Regions from separate parts of the Mus musculus genome. Here region 1 is linked to region 2. The links are chromatin contacts, called in public Micro-C maps. All regions are on one chromosome and are shown on one strand. The core of a region is the stretch at or near the end of the contact, and the rest is flanking DNA. Distances in the headings are between cores, read along the strand shown. Region 1 holds the start of Drosha (drosha, ribonuclease type III). Region 2 has its middle 36 kb from the start of Sub1.

Region 1 (4,895 bases), core at 1,980-4,479, 790 kb before region 2:
AATGGAGGTAAGGATTATGTCTGGAGTGCAGGAGATCCCTCAGGGCAACTCTTAGTACTACCATGTCCTGTGATTAAAGTCAGTGGGAAACTACAACAGCCTAATCCAGGCAGGCATGCTACAGGAGGAGCTGAGAGGTCTGCATCTTTATCTGAAGGTTGCCAGCAGAATACTGCCTTCCAAGCAGCTAGGATGAAGAGTATTAAATAAAGCCCACACCTACAGTGACACACCTACTCCAACAAGGCCCCACCTCCAAATAGTGCCACTCCCTGGGCCAAGCATATACAAACCATCACAGTTAGCTAGAAAAAGAGGTAAGCTATTCTAACAAAGTCTTCTTATGAAATGAAGAGATTCACTGTATAAATTCTCTAACTCTAGAGAACCCCGACTAATACACCTTCCTTAGATTTCCTGTTCTTACAATACTCTCCACGGCTTCTCAGCAGGTCCTGCAAGCATCACAGTTCAACAATCATTAGGTAAGTCTACCTTCAACACTGACGTGCCATCAAGAACTGCAAGCTCATGGGGGTTGGGGGAGGGGGCTCTAGGATGTTTCTTTGACTCTTCTGGTCTGGTTCCTAGCTGTACTCACAAATCTCTGAACAAGTTATGACCACAGATAACAGAATGAACTCAGTCCCTGCCCTTCCCCTGTATCTGAACCTTTCCCACCCTCTCTGGCGCACTACCTTCCCTCTCTTCTCTAGGCTCTCGAAACTGCCATTCCTAGAATACCACTTACCACGTATTGCCTTGCATCTCGATGCGTCCTGTAGAAAGGCTACATCTTCCGCTCACGATGTAGGTTCTACAAGACAGAAAAGGTTTAAACACATTTCTAAAACTGCCAGTGCTAAAAATGAGAGGAGGGGGCGTTTTTGTTTACAAAATTTATAAAACTACCTTATCAGTAATTTTAGCCTATTCACAAAATCAGGATTTGTATTCACAAAATACTGAGCTATTGTCCATTTTCCAAGCAAACTGCCTGCTGTCCTTATTAGCTGGACAGTTGTGCTAGCCCAAAACTATCCATTGCTAAGATGACCAAAAGCAGCCACCTCCAGTCTCTGGTTTAGTAAAAGACTTAAGGAAAGACGTCCTCCATCCTCCACAGACAAATTTCCCTTCACTGTAGAGCTAGGATCAAACCAACACACACACACACACAGAAAAATCCCAGTGAAACCTGAATTCAATTTCAAATACAGCCACAACCTGACTAACCAACAGTGACCATTCTTCATTCTTTACTTTGTTCTCAGTTCTTCCCACAGAACATTGTAAACACAAATGAACTTCCACAAAGTGCTTTCTCTCTCTCTCTCTCTCTCTCTCTCTCTCTCACACACACACACACACACACACACACACACACATTGGGCTATCCCAACACTGCAGAGGCAGAAACAAGCAGGCAGCCTGGTCTACAGAACTAAAATTCCAGGACAGCCAAGGCCCAATAAAAAACAGCTACCAAATAATAAGATAAATGGTTGCTCCTCAATCCAATACTCTCATGATTAAACTTGGGACTCAAAGAGCTACTGCTGGTACCACAGGCTACTCACAGTATTGAGTACAAACACCACGCTTGGCATTGGAGGCCCTACAGAACCTGAACCCAACTTTCCCAGGCTTATCACCTGATTTCTTTCTCCAAAGCCCCTCTTAGCCCATACTTTCCAGGTCAGTTAGCATAGCAAGCACTAACAGGAAACGTCTTTGCTTCTGCTCTCCCTTACTTGGCCAGTGAATTCCTACCGATCCACTAACCTCTTGTGAAGAACTGACTTCCCTTGGGAACGCAAGCTCACTCCTAGATTGCTACTGCTTAGTGTAGACTCACTTCTTTTACGGAGCTTACCAGAATCTGCCGTCTGTGACAGTCGTGTGTGCCCATGTTGAACTCCTCCGGCATGTCCGTGAATCAAGGGTTCATTCAGTCATTCCTGCAGGATTCACAGTCTCTGCACACAGTAAACCGCAGGCAAGTTTGACTCTCCCTCATTGTGCATGCCTCTAAGTCACTACAATTCCCTTCCACCGCTCCCCACAAATACGCGTTTTCAAAACCACCTGGGAGGTATACATTCACCGATTCCATCACTTACTGAGCCAGCACACGTGAGACGCTTTCCCAAGCTCTGTAGGCTCAAAGATTATAAGGCACACAAGCCTGCAGAGTTCAAGGATCGCAAAACCCATATACAAATGTTTATATAATAACAACAGTAATACGATGTCCCGAACACTATAAAAAGAAAAACGCGATGTGATAAATACAATAAAGTAAGGATGTAGAGAGTCCTGGAGAATAAAAAGGACTCTACTGAAGCTAGAGGTGGACAACAGTCAGGGAATTAACACCTCTCCACAGTGAGAAAACGGCACACTCCGTTAGAGAAGCTAGACAAAGGCCCTGGCAGTGGTGGCGCACGCCTTTAAACCCAGAACTTGGGAGGCAGAGGCAGGCGGATTTCTGAGTTCGAGGCCAGCCTGGTCTACACGGTGAGTTCTAGGACAGCCAGGGCTACACAGAGAAACCCTGTTTCAACACACACTCCCCTCCAAAAATAAAAGCTAGATACTGTACCACTGTACTATGGATGCGAAGTTCAAATCAATGAATTTAATGCAAGTGGGAAATACCTATTCTTGGGATGCCCTTTGAAAGCAGGGAAACCGAGGGCGCGATTCTGAACAGTTTACTCGTCCAGGACCGACGACACACAAGACTTGCAAGGTGTGCCTTTAAGTCACTGAAAACCCCGCACTTTCCCCAGGTTCAACCTGCAGCCCGGCCTCCTGCTGGATGAAGAGCACGTTGGCTGGTTTGCATCTCCCGCCAGCCTGCGAGGTTAAGTACGGGACTCCGGGACTCGCCTCCCCCCGCAAGCCGGGCGGCCCCGCGCCTGGACCACGGCTCGCGCTTCGCAAATAGATGAAAGGCTTCCTATCTACGGGATCTGTACCGGGTCGCTCTTTTCCCCCTGGCCGCAGAGCTGCCCCGAAGCCACCCAGACCCAACTCCCAGGATCGTTTAGGTCGATACTCGTTCTCTGAAAACCCATCAGGCGCCCCCCGTCTACCTACAGAGAGTCCCGGGGTCGCCGCCATCAAAGCCCAGCCTGGTTACTATAACACCCTCCACGGCTGAGGCGCCACCCACGCCTCCGGAACAGGAAGCCCCGGGAATTAAAAGGCAAACCGGAGAAATCCGGACCTGGGGAGGGAAAACTCTCCGGAGCGCGTCGCAGCACCTTTTGCACCGTGATTGGCGGATCAGCGAGAGTGACGGACGTATAGACCAATCGACATTGTCTACAGGTCTCACACTCGCCCTTCCACCGTGTCGTCCTCCAATCCGGAAGCGCAACCGGGTGAGCGCGCGTTTCCGCCGCGATCGTGCCTTGGGGGCGCGCGGCTTCGGGCAGCCGGGCTCCTCTCCCGCGTGTCCCGCGGCCTCCCTGAGACGCGCGGAGACATGAGTGACACCGGAGGCGACCGCGCGCGACTCAGGCGCTACACCAAGCTCCCGGTGTGGGTGGTGGAGGATCACCAGGAGGTGAGCGGGCGACACAAGCCACGGAGCCCTGGCAGGAGGGATTCGAACCCTAGCAGCCTGCAGAGGCTTGACCAGCACCTAACGCTGGCTGCAGCCTGTCCCCCACCACCACCAACGTCATCATCCCACGGTTTAACGAGAGGGTTAGCCAGGACCTGAGGGACCATAATCGTAGCTCGTGTCATATGAAGAGGAAAGCCTTCAGCGCTTATTAATGTACAACATGGCAGTGCAGTCGTAAAGTGGGTAGACTTCTGGAAGACGACCTAGCAAGTCTGGATTTGTTTATAGGACCCCTGGAGGGTCTCTGGATATAAAACAAAAGGGATCAAGAGTGAAGCTCTGCGATACACCCCTTCCCCCAGGAAAAGTGGGTTATTTACTGATGGAGAAAGTTAAAGGAGGAAAGAAAGAAGATCTCTGAGACAAACCCAACTTTGGGTTACTCTGTGCTTTTTAATTTGTTGGTAAACTTGGATGTATAGCATGTAGGAGGAAAAAGTCATCTAGTCCCACTTCACCATCCTAAAGGGACAGAAAATGCCCTAAAACTTAGAGTACCTGGAACACAGTTTAATGCTAGAGTGAGTGGTTGGAGATTATCATCAGAAACCATCTATGGTAAAGCTTTTTTTTTTTTTTTTTTTTTTTTTTTAATGTTCCCATGTTTGACCACTTGATGCACTTCAGGTTGGTGCAGTTTCTTGTTTTGTCTGCACTTGACAGTGTGCAGTTCTCACTGTGTGTGTCTGTATTACAGGTTCTGCCTTTCATATACCGGGCCATAGGTTCGAAGCATCTTCCTGACAGTAATATAAGTTTCTTACATTTGGACTCCCACCCAGACCTCCTTATCCCTGTGAACATGCCAGCAGACACTGTGTTTGATAAGGAAGCACTCTTTGGGTAATGTGACTTTTTTTTTAGTCATATTTTATGTATTTGAAATACAACATATAGCAGATGATAAACAAGAGATTTTGCTACACTCACATTTGCATTTTTTGTTTGTTTGCTTGCCTTTTAAATTTTTATTTAGAACATTTTTTTTTCTACCCACTAAAAGAGCCAAATAGGGATCAGGTGCGATGGCTGATCCCTGTGATCCCAGCCCTTGGAACGCTGAGGCAGGAGAATTACAGTTTGAGGAGAGCCAGGGCTACATTGAAGCCTATTTATGGTTAAGTGTTGTCAAGATGCTTGGCAGAGTCTAGAATTATCTGAGAAGTCGGTTGCAGGGCTTGCCTGTGGAGGATTATCTTGATTGGATTAATAGAGACCACTCCCTTGTGACCACCACTTGTGAGTTTTTGGGTCC
Region 2 (5,501 bases), core at 832-3,331:
TTTTCCCATCTCACAGTCTCTTCTAACTCTGCCTTCTCTCTCCCTCTTTCTCTCTTCTTTCTCCTCTCTGTCCACATGACAGATGCCAGCCACCCTAGACTTTTTGACTCCCTTACAGATGGCAGTCCTCTCCAGTGTGGTGAGGTCACTCACGCTCTAACGTAGCTGCCGTAGCTGCCGCAGTCAGAGCAGCTGGGTTGGTAAGGCAAGAGGTCCTCCTGTGTGCCTCTCAGGAATGACAGGAGGGAAGAGGAAGTGGGGGCAGCCTGATAAGTGGTTGTGGTTGTGACTTGAGTCACTCATGTTAGCTGTTGGTAGTCACTTTTAGGTAGCTCACTTTGCTCCTTTGCTAATTTTTTGTAAGAGAGGACAGACCCTGATGCTTTTTGGGCCTAGTAGGAGGCACTTCAGCCCAAGTGTCAAATGTGAGAGGGACTTGATTTTACTTATGCGCTTGCTTCTGTCTCTGTCTGTGGGTTCTCCCTAAGGGGCCATTGTTACTCCTTGAACTCATTTATGTTATCCAATAGGTTTTAGAACTTTTTCCTTCCTTCCTTCCTTCCTTCCTTCCTTCCTTCCTTCCTTCCTTCCTTCCTTCCTCCCTCCCTCCCTCCCTCCCTCCTTCCTCCCTCCCTCCCTCCTTCCTCCCTCCCTCTCTCCCTCTCTCTCTCCCTCTTCTTCCTCCTCTTCCCCTTTTAGTTTTTTCTTTTTCTTTTTTTTGCAAGTGGCTTTCAATTTTTTTTTCTTTTTTTTTTATTACATATTTTCTTCAATTACATTTCCAATGCTATCCCAAAAGTCCCCCCCCCACACTCCCCTACCCACCCATTCCCATTTTTTGGCCCTGGCATTCCCCTGTACTGGGGCATATAACATTTGCCTGACCAATGGGCCTCTCTTTCCAGTGATGGCCGACTAGGTCATCTTTTGATACATATGCAGCTAGAGTCAAGAGCTCCGGGGTACTGGTTAGTTCATAATGTTGTTCCTCCGATAGGGTTGCAGATCTCTTTAGCTCCTTGGATACTTTCTCTAGCTCCTCCATTGGGGGGCCCTGTGATCCATCCAATAGTTGACTGTGAGCATCCACTTCTGTGTTTGCTAGGCCCCGGCCTAGTCTCACAAGGGACAGCTATATCCTTCCTTCCTTCCTTCCTCCCTCCCTCCTCCCTCCCTCCCTCCCTCCCTCCTTCCTCCCCCCCTCTCTCCCTCTTCTTCCTCCTCTTCCCCTTTTAGTTTTTTCAAGACAGGATTTCTTTCTGTAGCCCTAAGTTGTCCTGGAACTCTCTGTAAACCAGGATGGCTTTGAACTCAGAGATTCACCAGCCTCTGTCTCCTGAGTGCTAGAACTAAAGGTGTGTGTCACCATGACTGGCACATTTTGGAACTGTTTTATAGGAATTAGTCTCTGTAGGGCTGACATTTCAGGTCATAGGGTCAGGTCACAGCTGAGAATGCTGAACCTGACCTTTGAGAAGGTTAAAGAGATAGAAATCAAGTCACCACTGTTGTAAAATATACTTTAGAAATCCTGGCTTTGTGTTCCTTCCTGCCTACTTTATGTTTCCAGATGAAACACACACACACACACACACACACACACACACACACACACACACACACACCGCCTTTATATTTTAATATGCCCTAGGTAGCACAATAGCTAGGCAATGCCTCCTCTCCATAATGTTAGAATCCACTCTCCTACTGATAACTCAGAGTTATAACTTACTAATTTCTAACTTCCATCTTGGCTGCTCTTGACCCAATTAGGCAGCCCTCTGGGCCACATTCTCTTGGCCCTTAGCCTGTGGTGGCTCTCCTCCTCCCTCCTGCTTGGTGTTGTTCTTCCATGGTGGCCTTTTCTCTCCTTCTCTCTTCTGCGTGTCTTCTCTATCCCAAAGCTGCTACTTCTCTCAGCTCCTTACTCAAAGCACCACCAAAGCTCAACCCTACCTATTTCTCTTCTCCCAGTTATTGGCTGTTGGCATCATTATTCACCAATCACAATCAATTGGAAGTGGGGGGGAGGGTCACAGGGGCTATGTGCAGACTCTTTTGTCTTTGAGGGCCCCAAAATTAGCATTAGAATACAAGCCACATTAGGCCAAGCCACTATACACTGCCGCCTATCCACATCCAGTTCCTGCTGTTGAAGCTTGAGTGTGGTCTAACCTGGGGTATGTTTAGTGAAAACTTTTAAAATCGCAGAAAGCATTTTTTTAAAAAAAATTTATTTTATAGTTCTAAAGGCTGAGATGTCCAAGGGGGCCACATTTGGTGAGGCCCTTCTGCCTAGTGGGGATTCTGCAGGGTACCACGGGGGGGGGGGGGAAGGGAGGGACGGGGGGGGGGGGGGGGGGACTTGTGGCTGTGAGTCTCTCTGCCTAAGAAGCCACTCTTGTGACCATGAGGGCCCCGTCCCCAGGAACTCATCCAATCCTGATTGCCTTCCAAAGGCCTCAGTTCCAAACACCATTAACATAGAACTTTGGGGGACTAAATTTCTTAGCGAACTTTGCATATATATATTTTTTTAATTTTAAAGATTTATGTGAAGATTGTGGCAGTGGTAGTGATTATGGTAGAGGTGGTTTTTGTGTTTTGTAAAAAATGAAAAGGAGTCGTTCATTTCCTCTACAAAGGAGACGCTGGGTGGAGCCCGCCCTTCCTCTTGGCTGGATGCTAAATTGTGGGAGGGGCTACAGGTTGGAGGGTCCCTGCTCCGTGCGCCCAACTTGAAGCTGAATTTTAATCCTAAATCCTTAGAGCATACCTTCAATCATAACTGAAGTGAGCTACAGGCGAAATGGAAGCATCTCCACGTTCCCTGACCTCCTATACCCTGGGTCCCCTTGACCAGAAGTTCAGTTGAGAGCAGCTTTGGGAGCTGGAAGCACACTTCAAGATGGAACCATACCCAGACCTCCAGGCTCGAAAGATCATGGCCACCAGACTGAAACTGAAAGAGGAACAAATTGAGGCTTGGTTCATCCAGAGATCCTTGGAGGAGGAGATGCGGCCCCCCTTGGCCAGGCTGCAGCAGCCTGCCCGGGATGGTACCTCTTCTCCTTCCCACAAAGCCCTCTGCTGCAGGCCACCAAGCTGGAAGTACAGGCTCATTCCCATCAATGCCCCTGAGTCCTCGACCAGCTGTAAGCACAGTTGCTGATCCTCCTTCCCCATGGGCCACTCCAACATGTACCACAAAAACTGTTTCCCCAATTCCCCACCCCCTATCAGAGGCCTGGCTGCACCAAACTCATCAAATGGTGGATGCCTCCCAGAACCCTCGGGGTCAATGTTTGAATACCTGGGTGCCAGGACAGATGACATTGGACAGAAATGGTGCAGAAATGGTGTTGAGTCTCCACCTAGGGCTTCCACTTGAATGTCCAGGGCCAAACCCCACTGGTGTGATTCCACTTCTTTTAACAGCCTCCCCTCAAAAGTGGCCTCTCCTTCAGGCTAGCTATCAACTAAATGTGCAGCACAGTATCACACTGACTTCTTGCCTCCTTTCCTAAGGCATGGTTACAGACTGACATACACTGCCAGAACAACCACTTCCCAAGAGATTGACTGGTTAACAAGGCTGGATTTTTATCCCCTCTGACCTTGATCACTCATGTTGTACCAATGAGTATTTTATTGGTTTGTGTGTGATTGTTTTTTTTTTTTTTTTTTTTTTTTTTTTGGTCTATTGGTGTTTCTGAGGCACCTGCTTGGGGATTTAGATCTTGGAGTGGCTCATTGATAACATGAAATTGTTGACAAATAAAATTGGTTTTTAACAAAAAAATGAAAAGGAGAACCAGAAATATGTTTGTAGAGGCATGGTATGGTGGAGGGGAAGGGGGTGCCTCTGCGGGCCCATGCTGAGGCATCCCTTCCCCCTGAGGGACCAGCCATATGATGGATATAGTATAGAATAGAATTTATTTAAGGCATAGGGAGGGGAGTTGAAAATGAAGTAGAGGCAGAAAAAGGCAGGGAGAGAGAGAGAGAGAGAGAGAGAGAGAGAGAGAGAGAGAGAGAAGAGAGAGAAGTCGAGGTCAGCATGAACATGTGGAGAGAGAGGGGGTGGAGGGGAATGGGGAGGGAAGGGGCAGAGAGAGAAGAGGGATGATAGAGGGGAAGAGAGTAAGAGAGGGAGGAGAGGGCTAGCAGCCCCTTTTATAGTGAGTCAGGCACACTTGCCTGTTGCCAAGTAACCGTTGGGTGGAGCCTAGACGACATTCTAACAGTGGTGCTGATGTTGGTGGTGATTCCAGGAGCAATGGTGGTGGTAATGATCGTGGTGACTCATGGTGGTGGTTATTGTGGTTGTGGTGGAGACTGGTGATGATTGTGGTTACAGTGATAATTGTGCTGTTAGGAGCAAAGGCATATTTGGATCTGCCCATGAAGTCATGTGTCCATGAAGGTACCTGACAAGATGACCCTCACCTACCACTTTATCTATGGCTGCTCCTTGGATGACCCTCATTTCTGTCAACTTGGTGCTTTGGATCGCGTGTACTCTGTGATTCTATGCTATTCTGCAGTTTTGTTTGCCAGTAGCCCTCTGCTCTAAAACAATAGGAGCACAGAGCTGCAGCCTCCAGGCTTCCTTCCCTCTTGTTGGTCCTGCTGCCTGCTTCGCCTGTACTCACCATAAAGCACGTTCTAAGCTGACCATAGAGTTAGTAAGGACACAGGCATTTGGAAGCTATAGTCAGAGGGTTCTACCTTCCGTCTGTCTCTCTCTCATTTAATCTTGTTATTTTTTCCATCTGCTCTTATCCCTACCAAGTAGCAGTGGACACAGAGTGGCTTCTTTGCTGGAAGTGGACAACAGGTAAAAGAGAAAACAAAAAATCAGTGAAGGATATTATTGCTGCAGGATATTTGATCACACTATGAGCCCTGAGATTGTGTTGCACATTTGAAAAGCCTGTTTCTAGTTGTGGTGTGGTTCAGCCTTAGCACACAGCTTCAATGTCTCTGGAAGGGGATACAGACACGCCCTTAGTACACCTATAATCCCAAACAATGGAGGTAAACTTAGTGTGTATAAGGAAGCATCAAGTTTGAAAGTGATGTCTAATTGAGTGGCAGACAAAGTGACAAATCAGAGAGAGAGATTTGACAGAATAGGATGTGCCCAGCTCTCAGGAGAAGAGCAAGAAATGAGAGGCGACTTAAGACAGAGCAGCACAGGGTTGGTGAGATGGCTCAGGTGGCTCACAACCACCTGTAATGAGATCTGATGCCCTCTTCAGGGGTGTCTGAAGACAGCTACAGTGTACTTACTGATAATAAATAAATAAATCTTTAAAAAAATTAAAAAAAAGAAAGAGAGAGAGAGAGCAGCACAGAGAAAGAGAAGGAGAGAAAGGAGGCAGCTTTTCCGGGTCCGTTGTACAGAGTCAGGTTGGAGAATAAACCAGAGAATGAAAAGGAGCCAGAAGATTAGAGCAGATCTCCAGAGTTGGTTTCAGGCCAAGCAGAGCAAAATG

What was found. Hi-C and Micro-C count contacts between places; a contact is called where the count stands out from the background.
Region 1: a contact with region 2 is called in a Micro-C map of embryonic stem cells, with 3 times the contacts expected there. The contact joins the promoter of Drosha here to the enhancer-like site in region 2. A contact is called at or near these places in 2 of 39 promoter capture datasets (HPC-7-derived erythroid cells and hematopoietic stem and progenitor cells), 1 of 484 Hi-C or Micro-C datasets (embryonic stem cells) and 3 of 115 datasets of contacts at active chromatin or transcription factors (astrocytes, bone marrow-derived macrophages and embryonic forebrain).

The regions. Positions count from the first base shown.
Region 1 is chr15:12,823,149-12,828,043 of GRCm38.p6, reverse strand. Drosha (drosha, ribonuclease type III) reads right to left here and starts at 3,229. Exons shown (of 35, transcript NM_026799.3): 1 at 3,106-3,229; 2 at 1,877-1,979; 3 at 752-817. The coding sequence starts at 768. 6030458C11Rik (RIKEN cDNA 6030458C11 gene) reads left to right here and starts at 3,387. Exons shown (of 9, transcript NM_029998.3): 1 at 3,387-3,577; 2 at 4,338-4,483. The coding sequence starts at 3,497.
Region 2 is chr15:12,029,236-12,034,736 of GRCm38.p6, reverse strand. It overlaps the pseudogene Gm2559. Among named protein-coding and RNA genes, the nearest start is that of Sub1, 36 kb to the right of the region's middle. Within about 2 kb of position 2,081, at least 7 of the 459 cell types and tissues checked have an H3K27ac peak or open chromatin away from gene starts, as enhancers often do. A contact at or near this core is called in embryonic stem cells, where this site is marked.